Regions from separate parts of the Callithrix jacchus genome. Here region 2 is linked to region 1. A link is a contact called in public Hi-C data. All regions are on one chromosome and are shown on one strand. The core of a region is the stretch at or near the end of the contact, and the rest is flanking DNA. Distances in the headings are between cores, read along the strand shown.

Evidence for each region. Hi-C and Micro-C count contacts between places; a contact is called where the count stands out from the background.
Region 2: a contact with region 1 is called in a Hi-C map of induced pluripotent stem cells, with 4 times the contacts expected there. The contact joins the promoter of CCT4 here to the enhancer-like site in region 1.

Annotation. Positions count from the first base shown.
Region 1 is chr14:51,725,526-51,728,359 of calJac240_pri, forward strand. No RefSeq gene overlaps it. Among named protein-coding and RNA genes, the nearest start is that of TMEM17, 120 kb to the left of the region's middle. Within about 2 kb of position 1,351, at least 7 of the 16 cell types and tissues checked have an H3K27ac peak or open chromatin away from gene starts, as enhancers often do.
Region 2 is chr14:52,237,251-52,240,084 of calJac240_pri, forward strand. CCT4 (chaperonin containing TCP1 subunit 4) reads left to right here and starts at 1,457. Exons shown (of 14, transcript XM_078349240.1): 1 at 1,457-1,704. It overlaps COMMD1 (copper metabolism domain containing 1), which reads right to left and starts at 1,403. Exons shown (of 5, transcript XR_013526586.1): 1 at 1,219-1,403.

The sequences.
Region 1 (2,834 bases), core at 101-2,600:
CTCCTTTTTCCCTCACCTGCCCTACTCCCTCAACTCATCCAAGCCTCTGCAAAGTTGCGACTGCACCAGGCACAGTGGTTCACACCTGTAATCCCAGTACTTTGGAAGTCTGAGGCAGGAGGCCAGGGGTTGAAGACCAGCTTGGGCAACCTTGTCTCTGGGAAAAAAAAAAAATCGTAGCTTATCAATTATCCTATCTGTAATAGCCTGGAATCCTCTGCTTTATTTTCCTTTACTGTACTTGTTACAATATCCCATTATATTTTATATGTATGTGTTTAATATTTGCCTCCCTAGTTAAAATGTAAAGTGCATGAATGATTTTAATTTGTAGTCAGGTCCCTGGTCTTAGGACAGTGCCTGGTACAAAATAAGAGCACAATAAATATTTGTCGAATGAGTCTCAGGGTTGAGTTAAACATCAGATAGCAGGTATTTCTAGTGGACAAATATGGACTCACCCCAGAAGTGTGTGTAAGGGGGTGCAGAGTCTGGAGTAGTTTGGGGGATAGGTGTGGGGAGAGAGGGGATTGTCTAGGGTGGAAACAAAATCCATGGTTAGTGCCCCCGCAGTTGCAAACACCATGAGTAGGTGAGTTGGGGCAGGGGCGGGCTGGGACAGGGGGTGTGGGGGGAGTTTGAGTGCACTAATTGTAATTCATATCATAGCCACAAGATGGCACTATTGCTCAGAGTCTTTACTCTGAAAACTGAATGTAGCAGAGTCTAGCAGGCTGGGGATTCCTTGCTTCTCTGTCTCCTCCCGTTTCTCTCTCTGCTTTCCTCTCTTCTTTCTTCCTCTCCCTCCGTTTTTAAACATTGTCTTTATGGTAGACTTGAGCAATAGTATAGCGGAAACCTTTGGTGAAGCTCAGAAAGAGACATCCCTGAGATGGATATTTGGCCACACTAAGCACAATGGTTTGCTCATTGGGCATGACCAGAGGCCTGGGTTCCCCTGCTTTCTCTTCTCTCTGGGCCAGAACCCATAGTCTTGCTGTTCTGGACCTGGCTCGTGGCTTGGGAAGCCTCTAGGGACAATCTTGCTTCTCCCTCCCTTACTCCATCCTCCCCACGCTGCTCTGGGAAGCACCTGCCCTCTGATCTGGTTCCAGGGGTCCTTGCTTGCCTCTCAGAAACTGTAAACACACACAGAATGTCTCCTGGTGGGGGTTCTGAGGCCTTTTCCTCCCTGGTATTTGAACCTAAGGAAAAGGCTTTCAGTGGTGTGGGGACAGTGGGTGGAGCCTGCTGTATTTTTCTAAGACTTTTGTATTTGGGGAACAAATCTCCAGGGAAGGGGCAGGGCCTCAGGCTAATTCCAGTACAGTAGGATCAGGGCCATGAAAACATCACGCAAAGGAAACTTCAAAGCTCTTCCCCCATCCGAATGGGCAGGGCCTGCTGAGAGGTCAGATGTTAACTTGCTCCGATGCCCTCTTGCTTTCAGGTGCCCCTGCAGGCCTGCACACCCCTTGGGGACCGCCCTCTCCCAGGTCAGGATTCCACAGGGCCCCCGCAGCTTCCTCACCCAGTGCCCCCCTGCTCAGTGCTTGAAGCAAAGCCAGGGAGGGCAGAGCCCAGAAGTTGGGGTCTAGTTCTGACTGTTCTCTAGGCTTAGGAGTAGAGGCCAATTTAACCTCTGCAAAGTGAGGCTGGGCTGAGGAATGAAATTACACTTTCATCCTGCTCAGTCCCGCCTTGTCCCCAAAGCCTGTCAAACCCTGACACAGCTACTTTGCAGGGAGTGGCGAGAATTAGGAATGCTGCAAGGTCACTTAGGGTGATCATTAGGACAGTCATTAATTTCTGAGGCCTAAGAGTGACTCATTTATCTCTGATAGACACAGGGATCAAAGGAGGGTATTTATGGCTTAGAAACAAACCTCCTATTCTTTTCCCTGCTATAATAGATAATAAGAAGCTCCCAGGCCTCCCTCCCTTGTCCATCTCTTCCCTGCCCAGTCCACTCTGTCTTAGCTGTCCCTGCACAAAAATTAGCCCTCCTTTTGTTCTCTGTACTCTCCCCTTTCTTTTGTAAGAAGCAGAGAGGGGAAGAGAACCAGAGAGGTCAAGCTGTTCTTTGCTGATCCTGAGAGGCTCAGCTGCAACTGTGCGGTGGGGTGAGGGGTGCCATCCCTCCAACCCCAGGGGAAGACACAAGCTGGGGTGTCAGGTGGGCTTTCCCTGGGAATTTACCACGTTTACTTTGCCTAAGTATGTATATCAAGGCCTGATTAGGCTAGAAAGCAGACTGTCATCAGGTTTATTGGCTGTGTGACCTTGAGCAAATTACTTAACTTTTTAAAGCCTCAGTTTCCCAGTCTATAATAGGATAATAGCATCACAGATTGGCCTATGAGAATGACATAAGATAAAATATGTAAAGTACTCAGCACAGAGCCTGATGCAAAATAATGGCTGCCGCATTTACCAGGACCTCAGCACCCTTATTTTATTTCCAAGAACCTGTGGCTGGAGCACAAACTGAGTCCTTCATGTTCTGTTTTAGCCTTTGGGAGACGCCAAAGTGAAGACACGTGCAGCCCTCTCAGGACGCTGGGCCCCCGCTGTAACAGGAAACAGATCACACAGGAGGGGTCCTCAGCTTTAAGGATGCTTGAGGTGGGCCTGGGTCATGGCTTCTGGCTGCGGTGTGCCAGGCCGTTCTTCGCGGTGAAGCTTTGTTCTCTGCATTGTAGGGTGTTTCGCAGCCTCTCCGGCCTCTGTTCACTAGGTGCCAGTAGCAGCTTTCTAGTCATGACTATCCAAAATGCCTTTAGACATTGCCAGATGTCTCTGGGGGACAAAACTGCCCTTGGTTGAAAGCACTG
Region 2 (2,834 bases), core at 207-2,706, 510 kb after region 1:
TATCAGCTAAAACTACTTAGAATGTAGTAATCTTACACCTGAGATACTCCTTACATTTCCATGAGACAATCTGTTTACCATGTGAAATACTTGTTTTCATTTACTTTTTTTCTGGATTCAAATCCTTTAGGCAAAAATCAGTTTTAAAAATACAGAAGTGCCTTTTTAAAGCATAAACAGCCTTGAAAAAAAATTAGTAAATTCAAAGATAGTGGATTAAATTTCAACATTGACTTTAATCAAAATGTAATTTTAGTCCCTTTAGATTCCCTGAGATTGTTTCTTAAATCTTTACAATGGGTGTCCACTATATAAGGTTTTTTTTCAAGAAACAAATGAAGCAACATGTAACACATCTTAGTACGGGGTTCCTAACACATAGAAGACCTACAAAAGTCAGTAATTTCTTTTTGTAGTCTGTCTCTAGAGTACACTGACACTAGATTCATTCCTATAACTAGTCCTCGGTCTAAATAGAGTTGTCCAATACTATGGTCATTAGCCACATGGGACTACTGAGCACTTGAAATGTGGCTAGTCCGAGATATGTGCTTTAAGTGTAAAATACTGGATTTCAAAGACCTGGTGAAAAAAGTAAGAAAACTTTGTCAAGATTCTATATACTGATTACATGTGAAGTGATAATACTTTGGATATTCTAGGTTAAATAAGATATATTATTAAAATTAATTTCACCTTCTTGGCTCACATATTTCTACCGGATGGTCTAGCCTATACTTTGGCCTCAAGCTGGTAAATATGCTCTCTTAACCGTGCAGTGAACTGCTTGACTAAGGCTAAGCCACCCCCTTATCCGCCGGACACTGGCTCACTTTAACGCTCCCAACTTCCACAACCCGGGAAAGCTGGCGACCTAAAACTCTTAATTTTAAAAATTCAAGAGCCCACAGATCTGCTGAGGAAACTCGACTGTTACCAAGAGACAGAGAATGCGAGATGACTTGAAGGAAAAACCTCCGTGTCAGTCAGTCCGACCCAGGGGCTGGGAACTTCAGCAGAAAAACGACACCCTTAGGAAAGTGAGAAGGGGCGACGGAGCGAGATAATCTGAAGGAGCGCAATGTGGAGCCCAAGGAGTAGAGGTCTGTGAAGGAAAGGCCTTTCAGCTTGAGGACAGGGGAAGGCGAATGGAGCGAGTCTGACGCCGGCGGTAAAGGGTCTGTGCTCCAAGCCGGAGACTACAGGGAAGAGCAGTACCTTAAGAATCCCCCTCATCTTTGCCAGAAAGGGGCGGAACTCCTCGGGTAGCACCTCTGGATACAGCTGACTCCGCAGCAGCTCCTCTGTGATGCCGGGGTGCCCGTGGAAAGTCTCCTGCGCCAGCGCATTCAGCAGCCCGTTCAGGGGCTTGCCGCCCTCAAACTCGCCCGCCGCCATGCTCTGCGAAGGCCCCGCCCCCCACAACAGCTGAGCCTTGCCCCGCCACGGCGGCCGAGATGTGCCTAAATAGCCTGTGCAAAAGCACCACGGGGAACGTGGAGGTAAGGCTTCCTCAGAAGTCAGAGTTGGCAGCTTACAGCTTTGCTCTGCAAAATCCATCCCCTTAGGACTCCTCCACGGAAATATCCGTTTGGTTCCACTAGGATCACTTTGCTTCCTCTGATCCGCTTCATCACTGCAGAGCCTACTGGAAAGAAAGATCTCTCAGTGGAAATTACTGGAGATGGGGTAGCATCCTATAAGGTTGGTAGTTTAACTTTTGGATGGCTGTATCTCATTCCAGGCTTTGCCAACTCATAACTGAATAGGATCGATCACTCAGATTTAATCTCTGCCTAATCCTTACCTATCGTCTTTTGTCCTAGAAAATTTAACTGCCTCCTGATTGCATGTTTTTGTTTGGGTTGTTAATTGCCTTTTTATATACACCTGTCTTGTCCTTCCAGCTAGATCAGTAGCTCTGATCCAATGTTCTTTTATATTACAAATATTTTGTTAACACCTCCTTTACTATCCTGAAATAAAATGCATAGATAAAATAACTTCCCACCCACATAATTTCAAAAAATCAATATATTATTCAACCATAAAAATGGAATAAAGTACTCATACCTGCTACAACATGCATGAGACTTCAAAGCAGGGTAAGTAAAAGAAGCCAGACATAAAGGGCCAAATATTGGACATCTCATTTATAAGAAATGTCCAAGATAGACAAATTGATGGAGACTGAAAGTAATGTAATAGTTGCCAGAATCTCGAGGGGCGAATCAGAAGTGACTGTTCATAGATAGAGAGTTTCTTTGGGGCATGATGAAAACATTCTGGAAGTGGATAGTGGTGATGGTTGCACAACTTTGTGAATATATTAAAACCCACTGAAGTGTACACTTTAAAAGATTAGTTTCACGGTATGTGAATATCTCAATTCAATGACCCAATTGTAATTTAGCATAGAACTAAAAGGAAAATAATTTTATAATATAATATGTGTACACGTATACTAGTTGACTAAAAGGCACATAAAGTAGCTAGATGAATGTATGTTTACATCTTTATGCAGAATCACCTATGACTCCTACAAATGCAAACTGATACAGGTGTGTGGTATTGGTGACTCCAGACGGAGAACAGTTGCTTCTGGTAACATGATGCTCTGAAATGTAACTAACAGTTGGTAAAGTTTACAAGAAAAAACATTCTTCCCTCACTCTACACCATGGCAAAGCTAGAATGTTCTGTATATATTAATGCTAAACTAAAAAGACATTATGTTTATATGTAAAATTGAGTTTGATTTTAGGCTTAGATAATAGCAAACATGTTTTCACCTTTATGAATGTACCCTGCATGGGAAGATGTCTTATATTTCT